Linked DNA regions of Oryctolagus cuniculus: region 1 is linked to region 2. The links are chromatin contacts, called in public Hi-C maps. All regions are on one chromosome and are shown on one strand. The core of a region is the stretch at or near the end of the contact, and the rest is flanking DNA. Distances in the headings are between cores, read along the strand shown. Region 1 holds the start of BASP1 (brain abundant membrane attached signal protein 1). Region 2 has its middle 59 kb from the start of BASP1.

Region 1 (4,461 bases), core at 293-2,792, 59 kb before region 2:
CTCTCCACCTGAGCTGTGGAGGGCCCAGGCACTAGGAATGGAGAAGCCCTACAGAGACCCTTATACTGGAGGAATTATGGAAAACATGGGCACAATGAAAGCAAACACTCTGACCATCGTCCAACAGTTCCAGGCCAGGGCTGCAGATGGCAAGGATCTAACGGACTGCAAGGAAGTGACATAGGCAGGGAGAAGCAGGTCGGGTGAGGAGGACACCCAGACAAGGAGGTGGGTTCCAGAAAGCAGGACAGGCATACGATGGAGATGCCTGTCCCAGCAGTGAGGGAACAGGAACATGTGTGTAGTTCCAAAGGACACCGCAATTTCCCAAGATCATGGTGAATTTGGGAAGGAAAGCAAGCAGGTCAAATCTGATCACAGTAAACGTGCATCGTTTAGGCCAGAAAGATGCTAACCACTCAACACAAATCTTCTCATTTCATCCACAGCACCCTATGCAGCAGGAAGCGCTGCTATCCTCTGTAAGCGAACAAGTCTCTGCAGTTAAGGAACTTGGCCAAGGTCACAGATGAGTACAGAGTGGATAGTGAGGATGAAGGTGTGGGGAGGAAAATCATAGACTATGAAATACTCAAGAGGGAATTTTTTCAAGAGGAGAAAGAGTAACCGTTTGCAAATGATCACAAAAGTGTTAATGCAATGCTGAGTCTCCAGCCCAGCAGGTGCTATGTGGAAGGGAAGAAACCGGGGTGTTGTGGAGAGAGAAGGATTTCAGGGAGGGTGGCTGCTCTCTGAAGACTGCAGACACAGAAGAGATCATCCACCAAGGAATCATGACCCCCGACAACACAATGGAACCAGTAGTATGGGAGGAAAGGAGTGGCAGCGTCCACGGGAAGGACCCAGGGGCAGCAAAGGAGACATTACCAGAGGGCCAGGCTCCTCGGTGACGACAGGATGACAGGCCACGTGGAACTTGCCGGTCTCCAGGGTCCCCACACGCGTCCTGTTGTTCTCCTGTCCTCTGAGCTGCCAAGGCACTGGGACGCTTGGCCCGTGGTCAGCTGTCACCACACCAGGTGGAATCCTTGGGGCCACAGGTAAGATGGAGGAGGAAGGAGCTGTGCTGGGCGCTGCTGGCGGCTGGGAGCTGCCTGGCCTTGCAGGAGCATTAGCTGATCTAGGAAGCTTACTCTGGCATGACAAGGGAAGTCAGTAATCTCCTAAAGGGACATTCCTCCTTGCCCCCTGGAAAAGCTGACACAGAAATACTTTGCTTTACGCATCGTGGTATGTGCTGCCTGTTGGGAAGCGGTGAGATGAGGCACTCCCCCGAGCAGCAAGACCTGTGGGAATTAAAGTGTTTTAGGACCCAAAGCTCTATCTGTGGCCCTAGGTGCAGCAAGAATTATGTGGCAACCATGTGAGTAATCGCAAACTCACCACTTCCAGGCTGGTTTTCTAATCCTCCACCCTCTTTTTCGGTCATATTTCTATTTGGAAAATTCTCCACCAGGCACAAGCTGTGTCATAGACTTGCCCAACCTTCTTGTACTCCTGCCATCCTGGACCCCTGCAGGGCTGGATCATTAAAACAATTTCTGAGTTCCAGAAAAACACTTAAAAAAAAAGCCTCCTAGGAAATAAGTTTGAACTTACTGTAATTTCTGCTTCTGTTTAGTGTTCTGTGAAGACTCCTTCAAGCTGAGAACAGCCCAGTGCTTGAGCCATAATCATTTCTGTTTCCTTTTTCTTCTTTTCATTAGGAAAAGTTCCAAACATGCACAAGAGTATGGAGGGAAGAACGAAGATGCTCTGTGGATCCATCACCCAGAGTCAACATTTGACAGTCATCAACTCATGTTCACACTATTCAGTAGAAGATAGCAACCAAGGGAGGAAGGAAGAGGAGAAGAAATAAAAGAAAAAAGAAACATAAAACGTGTTGTACAAAGTTAGAGCATATTCCCTGCTCCCCGTGTATTTTCCCTGACTTTGGAACCCATGTTAGAACAGTTCTCAGTGCAAATTACATAGAATTGGTTTGGCAAAACTCCTCCTAGATTTTGAATTTCAATTACGATTTCAGGGAAATCATTACAAACCTTGTTAAGAGAGGACTCTGTCGCATTGTAGCTTACTCTTCTGAATGGGACTCTAAAACAAAACCGATTATTTATGCTAAGCTCACAATTTACTTCTTGGGGATTTTTAACCACATGCAGCAAATTCCAGTAAGAAGCTTAAAACATTTTCCCAGCTAAAAAAATACTGGGGGGAGGGGGGTACAAACAATATTTGATTTCTGAAAACTCCAGCCAAGTCGTGAAATGTGAAATTCCACATTTCAGATGGCTTAAAGCAGAACCCATAATGGGTTATCATTTTAGGATAAACCAATGGAGACAATTCCAGAGGGAGTCAGAACTGGCCCCTAAGTAGACAGGAGAAACATCAGCCAATCTGTTGGGAGCTTAGAGTATAATTCATTCTCTCTCTCTCTCTCTCTCTCTCCCCATCTCCCCTCCTTCTCCCTCTCTCTTCCTCTCCCTCTTTCTAAAACATGACTGATTGAGAACAGGAGAATATCTGGCATCAGTATTAACAGTCACACAGCCTCTTGCTCAAGTCCTGTTTTTGTTAGCAGGTGAAAAGGAAAGGGAAAACAGGAGCAGTGGGTACCAATTTTAGCTCAAGATCTAGACCATGTCATTTATTACAGAGTCATCTGAAACTGCCCATTGTGGCATTTGGTGAACTTAAGTGACTGCCCCAAAATACTGACCACGTCTACACGCAGCAAACAGGGCTTGGCGAGACATTCAGCAAGCAGGGTCTGAGATCTTGGCCAGCAGCATCTCTACCTCCACGTGGAATCCTCAATAGAATAACATACTTACGGCAGACACATCTCTGAAATGACTGCAGGTACACAGAGGAAGGGTGTGTGCATAGCTTTCACGTGCACACACACCATACACAAACGGAAATTAGGTGAGCCAGTCTCAAAGGGCCTGAATGCCTGGTGGGGGTGGAGGTGGGGGTAACAACTGCTTCATCACCTTGCCCTGCCCTCAAAGGTAAGTCAGATATCCAGGGATAGAACAGCTTCCTCAAGGTCTGCATTCCCCTGGGACAAACTCCCATTCCTGGCCATCTGCAAAAGCACAAGAGCAAAAACACCGTCCTGCGGAGAGTTAGTGGCCTGGGCTTTGTCCCCACTGCATCAGGAATGAGCAGTGCTTTAGGTTGAGGGCCTCATTTTCTTCCAGTCTGACATAAAGAGAGGAGGTAGAACAGATCATTTCTGAAGGTCTTAAGACAGCTCAGCATTCACAATGAATCCTAACACACAGTAGGGTCTTGCATCAGCCAGCATGAATTCAAATCTCAGCACTACGCATCTAAGCTCTGTGACTCTATGAATGCCATCTGACTTCTCTAGACAGAGGAAATCCTACAGCACAGGTTCTTACAAAGATTGTAGTCTTTGAACATCTAAAATGCTTGACTTGAGGCATAGCTCATGATGCTAAACCTTCCCTTCTATAATGCTATGGTTTCAAACCTCATGAAATCTGAGAAGTTTGCTTGTCTGCAACACTACTAGATAATTTAGCCTAAAATATTTTCTACTGGGGCTAGCTCTGTGGCCTAGTGGGTAAATCCTCTGCCTATAGTGCCGGCATCCTTTATGGGCACTGGTTCGAGTCACAGCTGCTCCACTTCTGTTCCAGCTCTCTGCTATTATCTGGGAAAGCAGTAGAAGATGGCCCAAGTCCTTGGGCCCCTGTACCTGTGTAGGAGACCTGGAAGAAGCTCCTGGCTCCTGGCTTCAGATTGGCCCAGGTCTGGCAGTTGCAGCCATTTGGGAATGAACCAGCAGATGGAAGACTCTTTCTTTGCCTCTCTGTCACTCTGACTTTCAAATAAATAAATAAATTTTTTAAAAAGTATTTCCACTGTAACTCATTACGCACTAAAGCACAGAAAGAATGCACTTTTACATCAAACCTCATACAAGTATTGCATACTCCATGCCTTATGTGAGACATTTTAGGAAGCTTTTCCCCCTTTTGTTCCAAGACACTTAGAAACAAAAGCAATGGTGCAAGTTACATTAAGTTGGGAAAGTGAAATCTTGACAAAGTTTATATTGCTAATTGAATTAAGTGTTTTAGCAGATCAAGGATGAATAGCTGAGTTCAACAAAATATTTCCTTTGATCTCAAGGTTTTCTACTTCAAAGTCTACCCAGGAGGGTCAGGCAGGCAGCTGCCAGCAGTCAGTTCCTGCTTTCTCTGCAATGAGAGGCTCCCAGGGAAGAGGGAATTGCAAAGAGTCTGCTCCCAAGCTGTACGAGTGCCTGCCACAGTTGGCCCTGTGCAGGCCTGATGCTGGTATGAGGTGTCCCTGAGAAAGACAAATGAGTCAGAATGTGTGAGTGCAAGGCTTGAGTCTGTCCCTTAGCCACACCCCATGAGAAAGTCCCTTGACATC
Region 2 (4,345 bases), core at 906-3,405:
GGCCCAAGTCCCTGGGCCCCTGCAACCACATGGGATATTTGGAAGAAGCTCCTGGCTCCTGGCTTCAGATCAGCGCAGCTCCGGCCATTGCGACCAACTGGGGAGTGAACCAGCAGAAGGAAGACCTCTGTCTGTCTCTGTCTCTCTCTCCCTCCCTCCCTCCCTCTCCTCTCTCTGTGTAACTCTGACTTTCGAATAAATAAATAAATCTTTTAAAAAATAAGAGTGAAAATAAGAGAGGGAGGAGGAGGAAGGGTGGGAGTATGGGTGGGAGGGCAGGCATGATGGGAAGAATCATCATGTTCTAAAGTTGTAATTATGAAGTGTATGAAGTTTGTAACTATAAAAAAATCCTTTCATGTTAATACATGTAGATATAATTAATTCATTTTAAATGGCTATATCATATTCAATTTGTGAAAACACAAAAACTTGTTTATCCATTTTTTTGAAAAAAGATATAATAAGGATGGGACTGGATGGTGTAATGGTATAATAGGTTATGCCTCTGCCTGTGGTGCTGCTGGTTTGAGTCCCAGCTCACTTCTGATCCATCTCCCTCCTAATGGCTTGGGAAAGCAGTGGTAGATGACCTAAGTGCTTGGGCCCCTGCACCCACGTGGCAGACCCAGCTCTAGCCATTGTGGCCAGTTGGGGAATGAACCAGCAGGTGGAAAACTTCTCTCTCTGTCTCTCCCTCTCTCTGTCCGTAATTCTACCTCACTAACAAATAAATAAATCTTTTTTAAAAAAAGATATAAAGGGGGCCAGCGCTGCGGCTCACTAGGCTAATCCTCTGTCTTGCGGCGCCGGCACACCGGGTTCTAGTCCCGGTCAGGGCGCCGGATTCTGTCCCGGTTGCCCCTCTTCCAGGCCAGCTCTCTGCTGTGGCCAGGGAGTGCAATGGAGGATGGCCCAAGTGCTTGGGCCCTGCACCCCATGGGAGACCAGGATAAGTACCTGGCTCCTGCCATCCGATCAGCACAGTGCTCCGGCCGCAGCGTGCTGGCCGTGGCAGCCATTGGAGGGTGAACCAACGGCAAAGGAAGACCTTTCTCTCTGTCTCTCTCTCTCACTGTCCACTCTGCCTGTCAAAAAATAAAAAAAAAGATATAAAGGGGAGTGAGTGTGTTGGGATAGAAATCAGCTTTATGACGCTCATCTCAGGCATTGTCTACTCATTAATTGAAGCATAATTTAATAATCATGAAGTACATAGACACCTGATTCAATGGGCTGTGACCATCACATTCATCTGTGTAAACTACCATTCCAATCAAGCTAAAAATGCTATAGAAAATTCTCTCATGTTCCTTTCCAGTCACTGTTAATGCCCTTCACCCCAAGAAGGCATTGTGATTTCTGTAGTCATAGACTGGTTTCATTCATTCTAGAACATGTCTCTGGAATCTCATCTTTGAAGCTATATGGTTACAGAAGGCAGATAGTGAGTTATTTTCCCATTGACTTGGGAGTCAGAGGCTCAAGGCCCATCAGGCAGCAGAGTGAGTGCCAGATGGAGTGTTGGTATTTGCTGCTTTTCCCAAAGAAGCATATAAATTCCTTAAAAGCAGATTCTGGTTCTTTTACAGGGTTTACCAATATGATGCACATATTACTTCCTCAACAGTAGTTATTTGGGTGATACCGTTATATCCTCTACATTCACTCATTCAGCAGAAACCTACGATTATCCATTTATGTGCCCAGGACTGTGCAGGTGCTGGTTATAAACAGGGTCCACTGAACTTACGTCCTCTGGGGCTCACATTCCAGATGGAGAGACAGTTGCCAGAGGCAGGTTTAATATTGCTCTATTGGCTGGACCATGAACTAGAATTTGAGCCTCGGGGCCACATTTCATTACTTATCCCACCATTTATTCACAATCCACTGTGCACCAGACACAGTTCAGTACTGGGACAAGGCAAAAATAAATGAAGCATGGATAATAATAAATGAAGCTACCTCCAGCAGTTTGCCTTTTAGGAGTTATTGATCTCTGGCAAGAAGTCTCTGCTTTAAAAAAAAAAAAAAAAAAAAAAAAAAAAAAAAAAAAAAAAACTCTATCTGCTTTCTCCAGTGTTATGCACAGGAAACAAAAATCCAGCGAATCTTTTCCAGCTAACCCACACTTTGATCCATTTTCATGAGTCACGTCTCAAGCTGCTTTGGATGGGAGTCACCAGGCAGCTTTGAAAGAAGTAAGAAACCAGCACTGCAAGGCAAAGACAGAAAGATTTTTCTTTCCTGCAATATTTCAGGCACTTTGCAGTCTTGGTCAGTTCACTGTTAGCAGAGACTTAAGAAAATAAACCACATGCTATAAGAAGGTGTACTTTGGGGATTTATACAGTTCCTTGAAAACACAACATAAAGTGTCTCAAGCCAATAAAATCAACACCCGTCCCTCCCAATACATACACATTCTCTTGCTTGCCCTGACCCTCCCTTTCTCAAGGTAAGCCACTGTAGCTATGAGAGGACAATAAGTTTCAGCCGTTTTCTACAGATGAATGTTACAGATCATGGGACAGGACAGAGCCAGAACAATCGAGTCCTCCTTGGCCAAAACTTTCCCATTAGTGTATCAGAAGTGTGCAGGCTCTGATTGCAGAATAAGTAAACAGGACATAATGGGTTTTCAATAAATGCTACCGAGCCAGACTCCAAGACTATTTGGGGAGGTTTATTTGACATGCAGAGCCGGCTGGGGGAATTGAGGACAGAAGGGTGAAGGGAGTTGAAGTTCAGGAATAAAACTGACACCCGGGGGTGGGTTGTGACCCACATGCAACATGGCAAGGAGGTGAGGCTGTCACAACACCTGAGACTCTGGAACGACACCTGGATTGGAACAGTTTGTCGGGATAATTAAAATCTCTGAGGGAGATGAGACTTAAAGAGTTTGGGGACTTCTTTTTGTCTGTTTTATTTTCATTTTCGTCTGGGGGAACATTTTCTGTTAGTTTTGTTTAAAAAGACCTAAAACCAAGTATAGCGAAGAGTGTAAAACCACAGAGCTGGTTTGAGCCAGAACCTGATGCTGAGTCTCTCTATTCCCAGTCCAGAATATTTTCTCACCCACTATTCCCCTTCCCTTCTCTGCCGCGGGCATAGCCATAGGGAAACACCAAATGGAGAACACCAAGCCTCAGGAAAAATTGTAAATGTTTATGCTCTAATAGGTTGCAGTTAGTTTTTGTAGAGTGACTGAATTTCTTCCTGACTTTAACTAGAAATAATTTACACATACACTAGAGTTTACTTGAACTAAGATTTCTTGGAGAAGAGCAGGCTGAACAATTGGGAAAGAGAGAGAGACTCTAGTTCCAGTGAAACCAGGGTGGCTGCAGAACAGACCGTCCTTGGGAGCCCCTAGCCTGCTTGCTCACTTGTGGTTAACCAGGTAATGAGATAACCAACAAAAGGCCAGCACATTTGGAAGCGAATCCAAACATGGTTTCTTTTGTGCTTTAGTGTCTTTGGTCAAGTTCTCCAGAAGCCGGCAGGTCTGAGACCAACATCCTGGTGCTTGTGGTGTATGGAAGGACGGCTCTGTAGGAAAACATGTCCCAGAGCCTTCATCTGTTAGTGCTGCCATAACAAAGCACCCTGCATGGGGCCTAAAACAGCAGAAATTAGTTTTCTCACCATTCTAGAGGTCGGAGTCAGCGATGGGGTGCTGGTAGGTTTGGCTGCTTCTGAGGTCTCTGTGCATGGCTTGCAGATGGCAGGTCTCACTGTAGCTCCACGTGACCTTCCCTCTGTGTCACACATCCCTGGAGTCTGCCTGGGTCCTACTGCTCTTTTCTTGTGAGCACACCCATCAAGTGGGACCGGGACCCACTCCTACAGCCTCACTTGGTCTTGATCACCCAGTCTGCAAACACAGGCACAAGCTGAAGGTCAGGTCTCTAACATGTGGATTTGGGAAGAAAAACAATTTAGCCCATGACAGGGATTGAGAGAAGGGGATAAGGATGAAGGAAGAAGAGTGGCAGAATGTGTTCTCCAACAGACTCAGCCTTAGCCTGGTCTGTGGGGTAGAGGTGAGGGTGGGTTCTACTCCATTCATCAAACCACCGTGTTGTCCCACCCTGAAGGAAAGAGGCTGAGTCTTGTTAGTTCACTGGCAGCCCCCTCCCCATGTCCACCCCCGCGGACATGTGATGAGGGGGAAGGGGAGGATTGGGGAGATTCTGCCCAGACATCTCCAGGCAGGGTGCTCCTGTGCATCAAGAGCATTTTCCAGAGAGGGTCAGATGTGTGCAAGCCACTGGGGACGACACCCTGCAGAGTAGGCCTCTGCAAAGCTACATCACCTGCCATACAGAGTGTCCTC

Evidence for each region. Hi-C and Micro-C count contacts between places; a contact is called where the count stands out from the background.
Region 1: a Hi-C map of an unstated tissue shows a contact between it and region 2, with 2.8 times the contacts expected there. The contact joins the promoter of BASP1 here to the enhancer-like site in region 2. A contact is called at or near these places in 4 of 6 Hi-C or Micro-C datasets (ear pinna, embryonic fibroblasts, skin fibroblasts and 1 more).

What each region holds. Positions count from the first base shown.
Region 1 is chr14:46,245,244-46,249,704 of mOryCun1.1, reverse strand. It overlaps BASP1 (brain abundant membrane attached signal protein 1), which reads right to left and starts at 1,542. Exons shown (of 2, transcript XM_070056613.1): 1 at 1,405-1,542.
Region 2 is chr14:46,187,296-46,191,640 of mOryCun1.1, reverse strand. No RefSeq gene overlaps it. Among named protein-coding and RNA genes, the nearest start is that of BASP1, 59 kb to the left of the region's middle. Within about 2 kb of position 2,155, at least 2 of the 8 cell types and tissues checked have an H3K27ac peak or open chromatin away from gene starts, as enhancers often do.